2 separate regions of the Gossypium arboreum genome follow, and region 2 is linked to region 1. The links are chromatin contacts, called in public Hi-C maps. All regions are on one chromosome and are shown on one strand. The core of a region is the stretch at or near the end of the contact, and the rest is flanking DNA. Distances in the headings are between cores, read along the strand shown.

Region 1 (6,260 bases), core at 2,169-4,668:
TATGCTGTGATTTGTTTTCCTTGCTCACCAATCCAAACCTAGTGTACATCTTTGTTCTTTTGTTTAAAATAAACATGATCGTCTTGATACAAGTAAAAAATTTTAGTCTCATCAAACTTTTCTTGTAGAGCCAATTTCTAATTATGTCTCATTTGCAGGCCAGAAGATCTGCGTGGACCTTTTGGGCAATTTGGTCGCCTCAAGGACGTCTACCTGCCTCGGGATTATTATACTGGGTAAGTATAATCCTTATAGGTAACTGACAAATGGTAAATCAGTGTGTATTTGTGTCTGATGGTGTCAACTTGTGTGTCTTCATCCTGTCTCATATGAGTGTTTGGGTGATGGGGTTGTTTCTTTATTATGTCCATTGGTTTATGGGAATTTGGATGTTTTTTATTGAAAGTGTTGAAGACACCAACGAAGTAATAAGAGTACTGTGTTGAAGACACCAATGAAGTATTAGAGTACTCTGTTGAAGACACTTTCAACTAATGAAAACTGTTCACGATGACCTTAATTTGCATCAAGTTTGGAAGGAAGTTGGTTTTGATTTCATTGTGAAGAAGTGCAAGTCTTGAAGAATATCAACTCAATTAAAAATTTGGCTCCCACAAGGTTAGCAGCAGCATAATCATATTTACTTAAATTGTATGAAGCATTAACTTGCTATCATGATTTTTGTGATACTCTGGAGTCAAGATCATTGTTGTGATTTTGAATATCAATGAGCATGTTTGGCTGATGAATTGCAATATAGTACCTTTATATATTTATGCTATGTTTATGCGAGCTACCTTTTTTGTGATGCAGGCAACCACGTGGTTTTGGATTTGTCCAGTATCTAGATCCTGCTGATGCTGCTGATGCAAAATATCATATGGATGGCTATGTTCTTCTTGGAAGAGAACTTACTGTTGTATTTGCTGAGGAAAACAGGAAGAAACCTTCAGAAATGAGGGCAAGAGAACGCAGAAGGTGAGAATGGATTCTTTTGCATTTCTCATATTTTACCCCCACTACTTTTTAGCCTCTTTTCTTAGATGATGTTGACATAAAGGGATTTAGGAAGACAGGAGAAAAAATTGTATTTGTTAAGGATTTCTGGTTGGAGAAATTATGTGTGTTATTAGAGCATATTTTTTATGTTGATTACATGGTAAATTATGCTCATGATATTAATTAAAGTGGTCGGGCTTATAGGCGCTCTCCACCAAGTTATTCTCGATCACCAAGATATGCTCGAAGTTACTCCCGCAGTCCATACTATTATTCTCCTCCTCCTAGGCAAAGACGTTACTCAAGGTCAGCTGTTCAATGTTCTTATTGTTTTAAGCATTTATGTTTTATGAATTGTCCTGTTGATGTTGCCTTCTGTTTTTTGTACAGGTCAATTTCACCTGGAGATAAGAGATATAGAGAACGGTCTTACTCGAGGTCACCCTATGGCTCAAGGAGTCCAAGCCGGAGCTTTAGTAGGAGCAGGAGTCAAAGTTTGGACTATTCTAGGTGACTGATTTGAAGGTGGCTGGGTTAGTATGTATCCGGGAGTATTTCTCCACGTTAATTGTCTAGATGATTTAAGTTTAGGTTTGTATCAGCAGTATATGAGTGACTTCAAAGTTGATTGTTTAGTTTCTAGTGCTGATTATGGCTAGTAATAAAGTTAAAACATAAGCATGCTGTTTGAATATTCTATGCTGACAATGCTCGCCATCCTTAAATGATCTTTATTGAGATTTTTCATTTATCAGTGTCGTTTCTTGGATAGGTAATTAGATGCTTGTTTCTGTTGGAGTCCGAGTTGGGATTTGGGTAGGCCCATTTTGCCTACGGATAGGCTTCCTATTTTTTTTTTTAATCTTGTCGGCATACCCAAATCTGTGGCTGTGATGACATGTTGATTTGGGTAATGGTTAAGAGTTGATGTGGTGGCATCATGCCATATAATGCAAGTTGTTACTATAGTTTCTGCTTGAAATGGAGAAATCCATTGGATCCTCCATTAATCTTTGCGGTTCATAAAATCAAAAACCGAAGTGGAAGAAGAAAGTATATACAGACAAGGCAAGGGTAATGTACAGATTCATGTCACGAAATTTAATACAGAAATAAGAAATACACTCTTATCATGATGCCGCTAGATTTCCTTGATGCGGTGATGATAACAAATGCTATACTCCTGCCTAATCCTTGCTATATTTTACTATATCCACATGTTACTGTGAGCTTTTGCTCACCGAAGGACTGAACACGGCAGCTTCGCTTAGATATCTACACAACAACCGGATTGTATGAAGCCAGAAACCTGTTGTGAAATTCCGTCTATGGTGTTGAACTTTCCAGTTTGTTGATCAACCAAAAAGAACCCTGTTGGACCACCCTGATGAGCTGATCCAGACACAAATGTCCACTCTCCCAAGGGGACCGAGCAAACACCAGCTCGTATTGCCGAATCACAGTCTGCCCAGCTGAAGAGCTGCTTCTCTTTTCCAACTCCGACACAAGACCTTGGGCACTGGCTAGCCTTCCAAGCCTCCTCTACTCTGGCCCATTGACCTGTCTCTAACTCCATTACCTCGGCGCTCCCCTCGAATTGTCCTTGATTGTCCGTACAATATCCACTCACCACCCAGAATTCCGACCCAATCCCCACCCCTTGACACTCGTCTCGCTCCTCGCTCATCGGTTTTAACTCTTTCCACTCAAACATCCTTGCATCATATTCCCACGCTGTTCTTAAAGCGTTCTTGTGCTCATCGTGACCACCCGCTACGATAATGCGTCCATCCAACTCACCAGCTGCAAAGAAGGATCGAGTTTCCGACATCTGCTTCCCTTGTCTCCACCTCTGAGTTGTGAACTCGTATATGAACATGTCCCGCACTGCCTCGTAGTTCGTTGGGTCCCACCCTCCCATCACTAAAATCTTTCCTTCACAACTCGTTATCTGACAAAACAAAGGAAGCCCATTAGGGTACTTAGGGACCGGGTCAAGTCGACCCCAGGTTCCACTTACGGGTTCAAACACGGTGATCCCATATCTTGGGGGACCAACTGGTTTGGACCTATCAGGATCGGAGTCGCACTTAAGTAACTGAATCAAGCAAGCTGCTTTTTGGGTATATCCGTTACGCTTTCTGTGATAGTAAAACTCTTTGCTTTGGAGAAGCTCTTGCCATCGTCGACAAACCCGAACTGCGAGTCTGTGAGTTGAATAATGAAACCAAGTCAAGCACTCGTTTCCGATTTCCTCTGGTAAACCAGGGAAGCACTCGTTGAATAATATAATAAAATGACATATTATTATCCAAAGAACAAAAAATGGGTGAATATATGGATAGAGAAGGAGGGGAAAAAGAGTTGACTGAGATAGTGATATGGATAAGCTTGGATACAACTCATCAGTGGGTCCTCTTTATTCTCTTTTTTGGTTATTGTTTACTTTTTTATATGCATTATCGCTTATTATATTTTCATCATTTACATTGCAATTTCTGAATTAATATTATCAATTATGACCATAATTATAATTATATGTAGGGAAGAAGATTTAAGCTTAATTCTTTACGCAGAAGAGATAAAGGTATCATGAAGATTTTTCATTATTAATTTAATTCTTTTTGTTCTCTCAATTAAAAAATAGGTAAATTTAGAGGTAAATCTAAGTGTTGGTTGGGCCTCACTCTCCTCTAAAATGAAATTTTTTATTTAAATCCTTTAATTTTTTAAAATTTTTAAATTAGTAAAAGTAAAATTACCTGTAACCTCCTAAAATTATAAAAATTTGACTTAATCCTTTAAAATTATAAAAATTAAAATTTCTTTCGGTCTCCTACAAATTTGTTCTAGCTTCACCCCTAGGTAAATTAATATTTATACATTAGATCAAATAGTTAATTGGTCATTTTATTAAAAATATATTTTTTTACTATTAAAAAAGTCTTTGTACATTAGCATAACGTGTGTTGGAAAAAACAGGTTTGTAAAACGTAACAGAAAATAAATTTAGAGAAAATAGATTTTTTAATTTTTTTTCCAAAATAATGTCTTGGTTATGATATCTAAAGTAATAAACACTTAATCAAAATTATACATTTTCGATTCATCTAGGATGAGCGCTTCAACCTAGTAGTCTTCTCTGCTATCCTCAAACTCACATCTGTTGAGTGTGGGCTCGCTTCGAATAAAAAAAATTTTAACAAAACTTACCAGTAGGGTAATTTCACAATTTCTCTAAACTTTTGAATCAAATTGTAAATAAAAAATATCACCAGAAATTTTCTAAAATAACTTCTTTAGAAAATTTTCTCTACAACTTTCTCTTGAATTCAAATGTGTGAAAAATAATTACTCAGTTTTCTTTTTATATAGAGAGAGTTTAGAGAGTTCAACTATGATTGAACTTATTCACTTTTGTAGCAGCCCGATTTTGGGGCTAGTTAGAATAGTGGTCTCGGGACCACAAATTCGAAGTTAGAGAAATTATTTTATTATCAAAATAGAGTCATAGCATGGTTATTTTAGTGCATGAAAAATTTGGTGAATTAATTTTAGCGTTTATGAGCCCAATTGTGAAAAAGGACTAAATCGCATAAAGTGCAAAAGTCTTAAATTGATAGCTAAAGGTGTTAAATAGTTAGAGAACCAAAATTTGGGGTCTTTAAAAGGCAAATAGACCCTTGGAAGAAGGCATAGCCGGCCATAGAGTCAATGAGGAGACAAAATTGTCAAAATTAGGTGAGTTTGTGACCAATTTTGACTAGATTAAAAATAAAATAAAGGGAAAAGATATCATCTTTTTCCCATCCTCTTCTCCATTGAATTTTCAGAAAAAATTAGGGGTTTAAGAGCTTAAAATTTTCAGCAACTTGAAGCACTCACAAGTAAGTGATTTTCCTACCCTTTGTTGAAGATATTTGAATTTTTGAGACCTTTGTAACATTAGCTTTCAAATGAGCGGTGTATCTTGCAAAATGATTGAAGTTCTAGGGTTTTTCCATGAGAGCATTTAGGGTGTTTTCTGAAATTTTATGGAAGAATATGAGTCTTAGTTGTGTAATAGACAACTTTTGTGAAAGGTATTACCATGAAAACATCTAAAGGGACTATTTTGCACAAGTTGTAAAATGAATGATAAATGTGTGAAATAGAGAGAATTTGGGGTTGCTATAAGAGTAAAAAGAGTTCAGATAGGCTTAAGATACGAAGAAATTCAATAAAAAATGATTTTCGAGCATAGGGGTAAATTGGTCATTATGTCAAAGTCTAGGGCAAAATGATCATTTTATCGAAGATGTGAATTTTTAATTACTTAAATTTAATTCTTGATTCAATGAGTATGTTTTGCTATTATAGATCAAGAAATACTGAATTCGAGCCTAGACCGGGGGAAAGCCAAGCAAATCGACTAAATTGACTAGTCGCCACATTTTGTAATTAGAGGTAAGTTGTATGTAAATAATACAACTACATTGTTAATGTATGTATTGAATTGTATTGAGTTAATATAGCATGAATTGTTGGTTGTGAAATTGAGAATGTATAATGATAATTGAGATAGTGGAAATTTCGTTGTATCCTTAAGAAGTAAATCGGATATTCATGCCATGACGTTTGGGTCATTTGTTTGTGGACTAGTGTAAGACATGTCTGGGACATGCATCGGCCACATTATGAGAGCCAGTGTAAGACCATGCCTAGGACATGGCATCGGCAATAAGATAAGAGCTAATGTAAAACATGTCTGGGACATGCATCGGCCTCGAGACGTAAGCCAGTGTAAGACATGTCTGGGATATGGCATCAACTTGAGATATGAGCCAATGTAAGACCATGTCTAGGACATGGCATCGGCACCTTACCCACGTTTGATGCTTAATGAATATCCAGTAGTGTTCTAAATGGTTCAACGGTGAACGTTATGTTTTTAAACTAATGAGGAAAGTATAACCATGTGGTGAATGGTACAGGTACCTAATTGGTACGTATGAGATATGAGATCAGTATATATAATAGGTGATTTGTATGGATGATTTTGAGTAAGCTACACTTATGCCTACTTTGGTGTTATGAGCATGTTGATTATGGATAAATTGTTGTTGTATACTTATTTATATACAACTTACTAAGCTTTATGCTTACTCTCTTTCCTTTTCATTTTCTTACAGTGCCGCCTAACTAGCTCAAGGATTCCAGAAGTCAGAGATATCGATCACACTATCAACCAAAGCATTCGGTATAGTTGGATTTATATTTTT
Region 2 (6,260 bases), core at 2,231-4,730, 150 kb before region 1:
AATACATGCATGTCACACATGGGTAAATCTTTAAACATGAACCCTACTTCAAAATAATGGTAGAAATAGGTAAATCAAGTTACGAGGACTTCAAAAATGTAAAGAGCATTAAAAACGGGGTTAGGATGTACTTACAATCAAGCTTGAAAGTTGAAGAAACCCTCGCTATGGTCTCCTTGAAAAAATCGGCCAAGGTGAAAAAGATGGACACAAATTTTGACTTTATTTTCCCTTTTTATTCTTTTATTTACCAAATGACCAAAATGCCTTTAATGCATAACTTTGAAATTTTACCTATTCATGTCCATTTTTGTCCACTAACTTATCCAATGGTCTAATTACTAGCTAATGACCTCTAATTTAAAATCTCATAGCAATTGGATACCTTTAACAAGTAGAATTCAACTTTTTCACTTTTTACAATTTAGTCCTTTTGACTAAATTGAGTGCTCAAACGTCAAAATTTTCGAACGAGACTTTCACAGAATAGTTCCATAAAACTATAGATCATAGAAATATAATAAAAATTAATTTTTCTACGTCGGATTCTTGGTCTCAAAACCACTGTTCCTACTAGCTCCAAAATCTGGCTATTACAAAATTAATAATTTATCAATAAGAGGAGAGGGTCCCTCAATCATCATTTTATTTTTGGAATATTGAGAACATTTTATTCAACATGAAAATTACCCTAACGATCTTATGAATATTCCCATTATTCAATGGTTAGTGTGATGTCATGTGTTCATTAAGATTTTAGGGTTTAAATGACTTTTTTATTTTATAATCTTTATAATTTATTAGAATTTTGATATTATATCTAATTTTTATGATTTTTATAAGTTTTTATAAAATTTTAAATATTTTAGATATATTTTATTAACTTTATAAATATTTTATAATATTTTATATTTTTATAATATTCATAAGTTTTTATTATTTATTATTATTTTATAACTTTTATAAGTTTACATAAATTTCAATATATTTTTAATATTTAATAATACTTATGATTTTTATATTTTTATGAAATTTTATAACTTTTAAGAATTTTTATACATTTTCTAAAATTCTAATTGTGTTTTATTACTTTCATAATTTTTATACTTTGTTAGAATTTATTAGATTTTTATATTTTTATAAAATTTATATTATTTTATATTATTTTTATAATTTTTATAAGTTTATTTCAATCTTAATATTTGTTAAATATTTTAATTTTTATAATTCTTAATAAAAATATTAAATTAAAGCATAAATTGTCACGTGTTATCATATATTTGTACGTTGTTTTTTTTAAATGATCATCGTGATCAACTATGGATTCTATCAACGAAGACTTAATTGATTATTTTAATTAACAACAATGACTCAATTGAATGCTAATTTAATATAAAAATTTAATTAATTTTTAATATTCAAATATTTTTTGACATATAAGCCAAATTTTAAAAATATTAAAATGGTTATTTGTTCAATTGCTCCATAGTAACTAACTTACATGTTCGCGTTAAATAATCAATATTTCGTTTGATAATATTAAATTTAACCCTAAATGTTTATATGTTTTATTAATTTAATTTTGTATTTTAAACTAAATTTGACCCTTAATATTTCAAAAAAGTTGATTAATGATGGTGGTGTAGCAATCTATGCCGTAGTCCACATACCCTCATAGTTGAAATGACACTCTTTACCTTATATATATCACATTAATAAATAATTAAAAATTATAAAATATTTAAAATTAAAAAATATATAAAATGTTGATAAAAGTTCAAAAAGAAAAAGATGAAGCATATATATTATCATGCAGACAGTTATATTTCATTAAAATAATTGATGGATAAATTTTGAAGCTAATTAAAAGGATGAGATATAGACAGACTCCTCAGAGCCCAAAAAACAATAGCAATGAAGATCCTAGTACACATCACCAGAATCCGCTCCAATTAATCATTCTCAATCACTCATCAATACAACATAAGAAGACAAATGCTTCCAACCAAAAACAAAGGAAAAATACACAGAATCTAATACCAAATTCAATCAGAGAGAAAAGTGAATGCAAGTTTTTGTCACATTGTGTACACCTTCATTCTTCTTTACTGTTTATATGTTTCATTTCTCTCTTCCCTATTTCTGGGATTAAATGAATATATTTTTTAATTTCTTCCCAAAAACCCAGCAAACATGTATATATTTTGAAGGGGTTTACAAGTACAATTTTCATTCATATACATTTGGAAAATAGGCATTTGAATCAATTTAGTTTAAAGTGTATGTATAGAGTTTATAGACTGAAAATCAAAGTAGTACTTAAATCCAAAGTAAATATGGAAGAAAAACCAAACACATGGTAGTGGGACTCACACTTATACCTTCAGAATCTCAACAACTCAACCTTACGCTACCCATATAAGTTCATACTTTTAACCGAATTAAGGGTTGGATGAAATGTATCATGAAATTCAAGTTTAAGTACGCATTTCACATTCGCCTAAAGCTCGAGGGCTAAACGTAGCGTTAACCCTTTTATTCATATATACTTGGATGGATCCAAATACCAACAAGCTAAAGTAGCTGCAAAAGATAAGAAAATACAAAAGCATAAATTCAAGTTCAGCAACCTGGGAGCATCATTCAGGAGGCTTGAGCATGGTTTGGATCGAGCTTAGCAGCCTCAAGATCAGCAGCTTTCTTCAGAAAACTTTGGTCATCATCCTCAAGAACCATCTGGATAGGGCAAGATCCCAATCCATCAGCAATAGCAAGCAGAATCTTCTTCATCTCAGATCTGAACTCCTGGAGGTCAACGGTGCCGCTGCCATCGCAATCAAACCTCTCGAAAATGGAGTTGTAAAGCTGAGTGAGCTCGTCGGGGGGAGTGGCGACGTCGACACCGAAGTGGGACTCCAGGAGACGCAGAGACTCGAAGGCCTTGCGAAGCTCGGACCTGGAGAGGACACCGTCGTTGTTGAGGTCAAGAGCTGCGAAACGCTCATCCACGCTCTTCGTGAACTGTTGGTCGTCAGTCACAAAGGCTCTCACCGTCGATCCGTCAATGATTACAACACCCATGTCTTTTCTTTCTCCTCTTTTGAGTCAACTGGGTATGTATATTATATGTAGATAAAGAAGCGAGGAAATTGTGCTTTAGATTTTTGTGGTGGGAATTGTCCAAAGTGGACGTCAGATAACGACGATCAATTGCCATAAAGTGCCCTGCTGCACCATTAGCACCAAATACCAATGACATAATCTAGTGTTTAAGAAACAAATGAACCGCATCCTCGAAACTAACGCAAAAAAAAGGACGGAAAGCTCCATTATGCCTTCTTTTTATGAAAATTCATAGTTGAAACTAAAAAATCTGGCGCCTCCTCCATCCGGTAGACACAAATCCTCTGCCCTTTTACAAGATTATCCCATCTGCTTTTTTATTTTATCTCACTTTTATAAATAATTTCAATATCTGAATTGTTATTCTACTCTTTTGAAAGTTAACATATTCTTTAATTTTGAGATATTAAATATTTGTATTTATTTTATTTAAAATTTTGGTAAATTTATTTTTAGCTTTAAATATTCAGTTTTTTTCTCTTTAAAGCTATTAAAAAATTAAATTAATATTTTTTCATATTTTAAATAAAAATATAAAAATTATATATTTTTAAATAAAACTTTATGAAAAAATAAAAAGTCTTTCAAACTCAAAAATATATAATATATATAAAATATATATAAAAAAATTCTAAAATTTAATTTTTTTAGGCTGGATAACACAGACCATTTAGAACAAAAATTGACTAGGGCATCGGTTCGACAAGAGATAAAAAATTAGTTGACACACGAATTTGTACGGACAGCTTGAATCGAGCTAAAAAAATCAATTGATCTGGTAGTTGAATTAATTTTGAATTGATCTACCAATTGATTTTTGAAACGACCAGTTCAAAGCAAATAAAATATTAAAAATTTATAAAAATTGGTTCAACTGCTAATTTAACTAGTTTTTTAGCTCGATTCAACCAGTCTATACCAATTCTTGGGTCAACTAGTTTTTACCTCTCATTGGACTAATATCCCTAATTCTTGATCCAAGCAATTTAGCCCGGTTTAGATAACAATAAATTTTGGAATTTTTATATTTTAAAATATTTTAAAAGATTATTTTTATTTTATTTTTATTTCAAATTTAAATTTTAAAGAGTTTTTTTCATTTTTTAAAAATATATAATATCTTATTAAGTGGTTGTCCATCAAGATCAAGATAAGTTTTGATGTACTTTAAATTCTAATAGTTATTAGAATTAGATCTCTACTTCATTTATATTTATTATGCCTATAAATAGATACTTTGGAGAACTATTGTAATAATTCCATTGATCAATAAAATACATTCTCTATTGCTTCTCATATTTTCTTTATTCTTTACTCTCTCTATCTCTTTTATTTTATAACAATACAAATATTTTTTGTGAGTTGATTAGTTTTTATATTATGAATGTTCTGTGCAAATAATTGTTTCATTCATTTAGGTTTAATTCATGTTAATACTTATAAGTTTCAGTCATATTTTGGTCTAGTATTCGTACGAAAATTTTTGGATCATTTTTTATATGCTTTCTGTAAAACCCCTTACCCATATCCGATGCCGGAACAGGGTACGAGACATTACCGGACTTAAACTCAATCAAACATCCAGAACCGTGAAATAAATTTTCACTCAAATTTAAAAATTTTCATATACATTCATATCATCTCTATTACGAGCCTACGAGGCCCAAAACATATATTGAGAGTGGTTTGGGACTAAACTGAGAACTTTCAAAATTTTTACAACACTTAGAAAATTTTCATGCTTTGGAGGGTCACATGCCCGTGTGGGTAGGCCGTGTGGTCACACACGCCTATGTGGCTTGGGACACGCTCGTGTCCACAGCCTGTGTAACTCTCTGTTTATGACGTCATCAACAAAATAGGGTCACACGGCCAAGTCACACGCCCGTGTGCTAGGCTGTGTGACAAATTTAATTTTCGGCCTGGGCACATGCCCATGTCCTATGGTCGTGTCTCTCACACGGCCGAGACAAACGGCCGTGTCTCATGCCCGTGTGCTTGCTACTGGGATTCTGTTTCTCAAAACTAAGGTACAAAAGACACACGGCTGGATCACACGCCCGTGGGGCAGGCCGTGTGTCACACACGACCTAGACATATGCTTGTGTGTCTACCCATATGGACAATTTTGAGGCTATTTTCCAAGTCATTTGCCACCCTTATATACTCAAACACATACATAACTTTAAAGGCACTTAACATGGCATAATTGAGTACTTAGACACAATAAAACAAGTCATGATCATGACACTATCATCTCGACTAGTACACACACAAAACACTATAGTTTGTCAAGCCCAAGCCTACAAATTCTCATACATTAAGAATTATAAGTTTACTTCCATTTCTCACATTAGGACCTTAGTTATCATCGTACCAACACATCTCAATTAAATCAATAAGCATTGATAACCAATAACATAACCCATCATATACACAATCACAAACTACATCTCAAAGGCATAGGCACATGCATGCATGTATAAATAGGCTTACAATCCAATAATCAATATAAGCCATATCTCATGGCCATATGCAAAATGAATCATCAAATCATTATAAGCCAACACACTTGGCCAAATTAATATGACACATAAACAAAAAGACCAAGTCCCCCATACATGCCATATTCAAAATATCGAAACCAACTATTCCCAAATAGCTAAATTGATAGTGTGATCGATGCTCTGTCGACTTCCGATCCCCGTGCTAGCTTGGCGACACTATAAAAGATGAAAAAGGAAGGGGGTAAACTTTAAGCTTAGTAAGTTAGCATGTAAATAATAATCAACTTTAAACATACAATAACATACATGTAACATAATGTAAATTAACATAAAATCATCAAGTAATCATAGACATATCTTACACATTTGTATCCTTACCAATAATGTATCTTAAACCGAGATCATTTCTCATGAGTTTTGCGTACGTACCTGTACCACTTCATAACATAATCGTAACCTTTCACATCTTTAACATAATATTGAAATCACCCATTGAACCACTTAGAATACTAAAGGATACTCAGGAATCACATACACATAGAATCATACCAATGCTATATCCTAGATATGGTCTTACACGGGATATCATATTGATGCTAATAGCCTAGCTATGGTTTTACACTATTCTCA

Evidence for each region. Hi-C and Micro-C count contacts between places; a contact is called where the count stands out from the background.
Region 2: a Hi-C map of leaf shows a contact between it and region 1, with 3 times the contacts expected there. The contact joins the promoter of LOC108476961 here to the promoter of LOC108459257 in region 1. A contact is called at or near these places in 2 of 5 Hi-C or Micro-C datasets (both in leaf).

Annotation. Positions count from the first base shown.
Region 1 is chr4:37,553,265-37,559,524 of ASM2569848v2, reverse strand. LOC108459257 (F-box/kelch-repeat protein At1g15670-like) reads right to left here and starts at 3,418. Exons shown (of 1, transcript XM_017758604.2): 1 at 2,041-3,418. The coding sequence starts at 3,418. The coding sequence ends at 2,267. It overlaps LOC108460937 (serine/arginine-rich SC35-like splicing factor SCL33), which reads left to right. Exons shown (of 6, transcript XM_053027144.1): 3 at 159-236; 4 at 814-978; 5 at 1,204-1,305; 6 at 1,390-1,750. The coding sequence ends at 1,513. It overlaps LOC128291540 (a long non-coding RNA gene), which reads left to right and starts at 5,154. Exons shown (of 2, transcript XR_008281379.1): 1 at 5,154-5,445; 2 at 6,171-6,260.
Region 2 is chr4:37,702,295-37,708,554 of ASM2569848v2, reverse strand. It overlaps LOC108476961, which reads right to left and starts at 3,480. Exons shown (of 1, transcript XM_017779348.2): 1 at 2,496-3,480. The coding sequence starts at 3,081. The coding sequence ends at 2,644.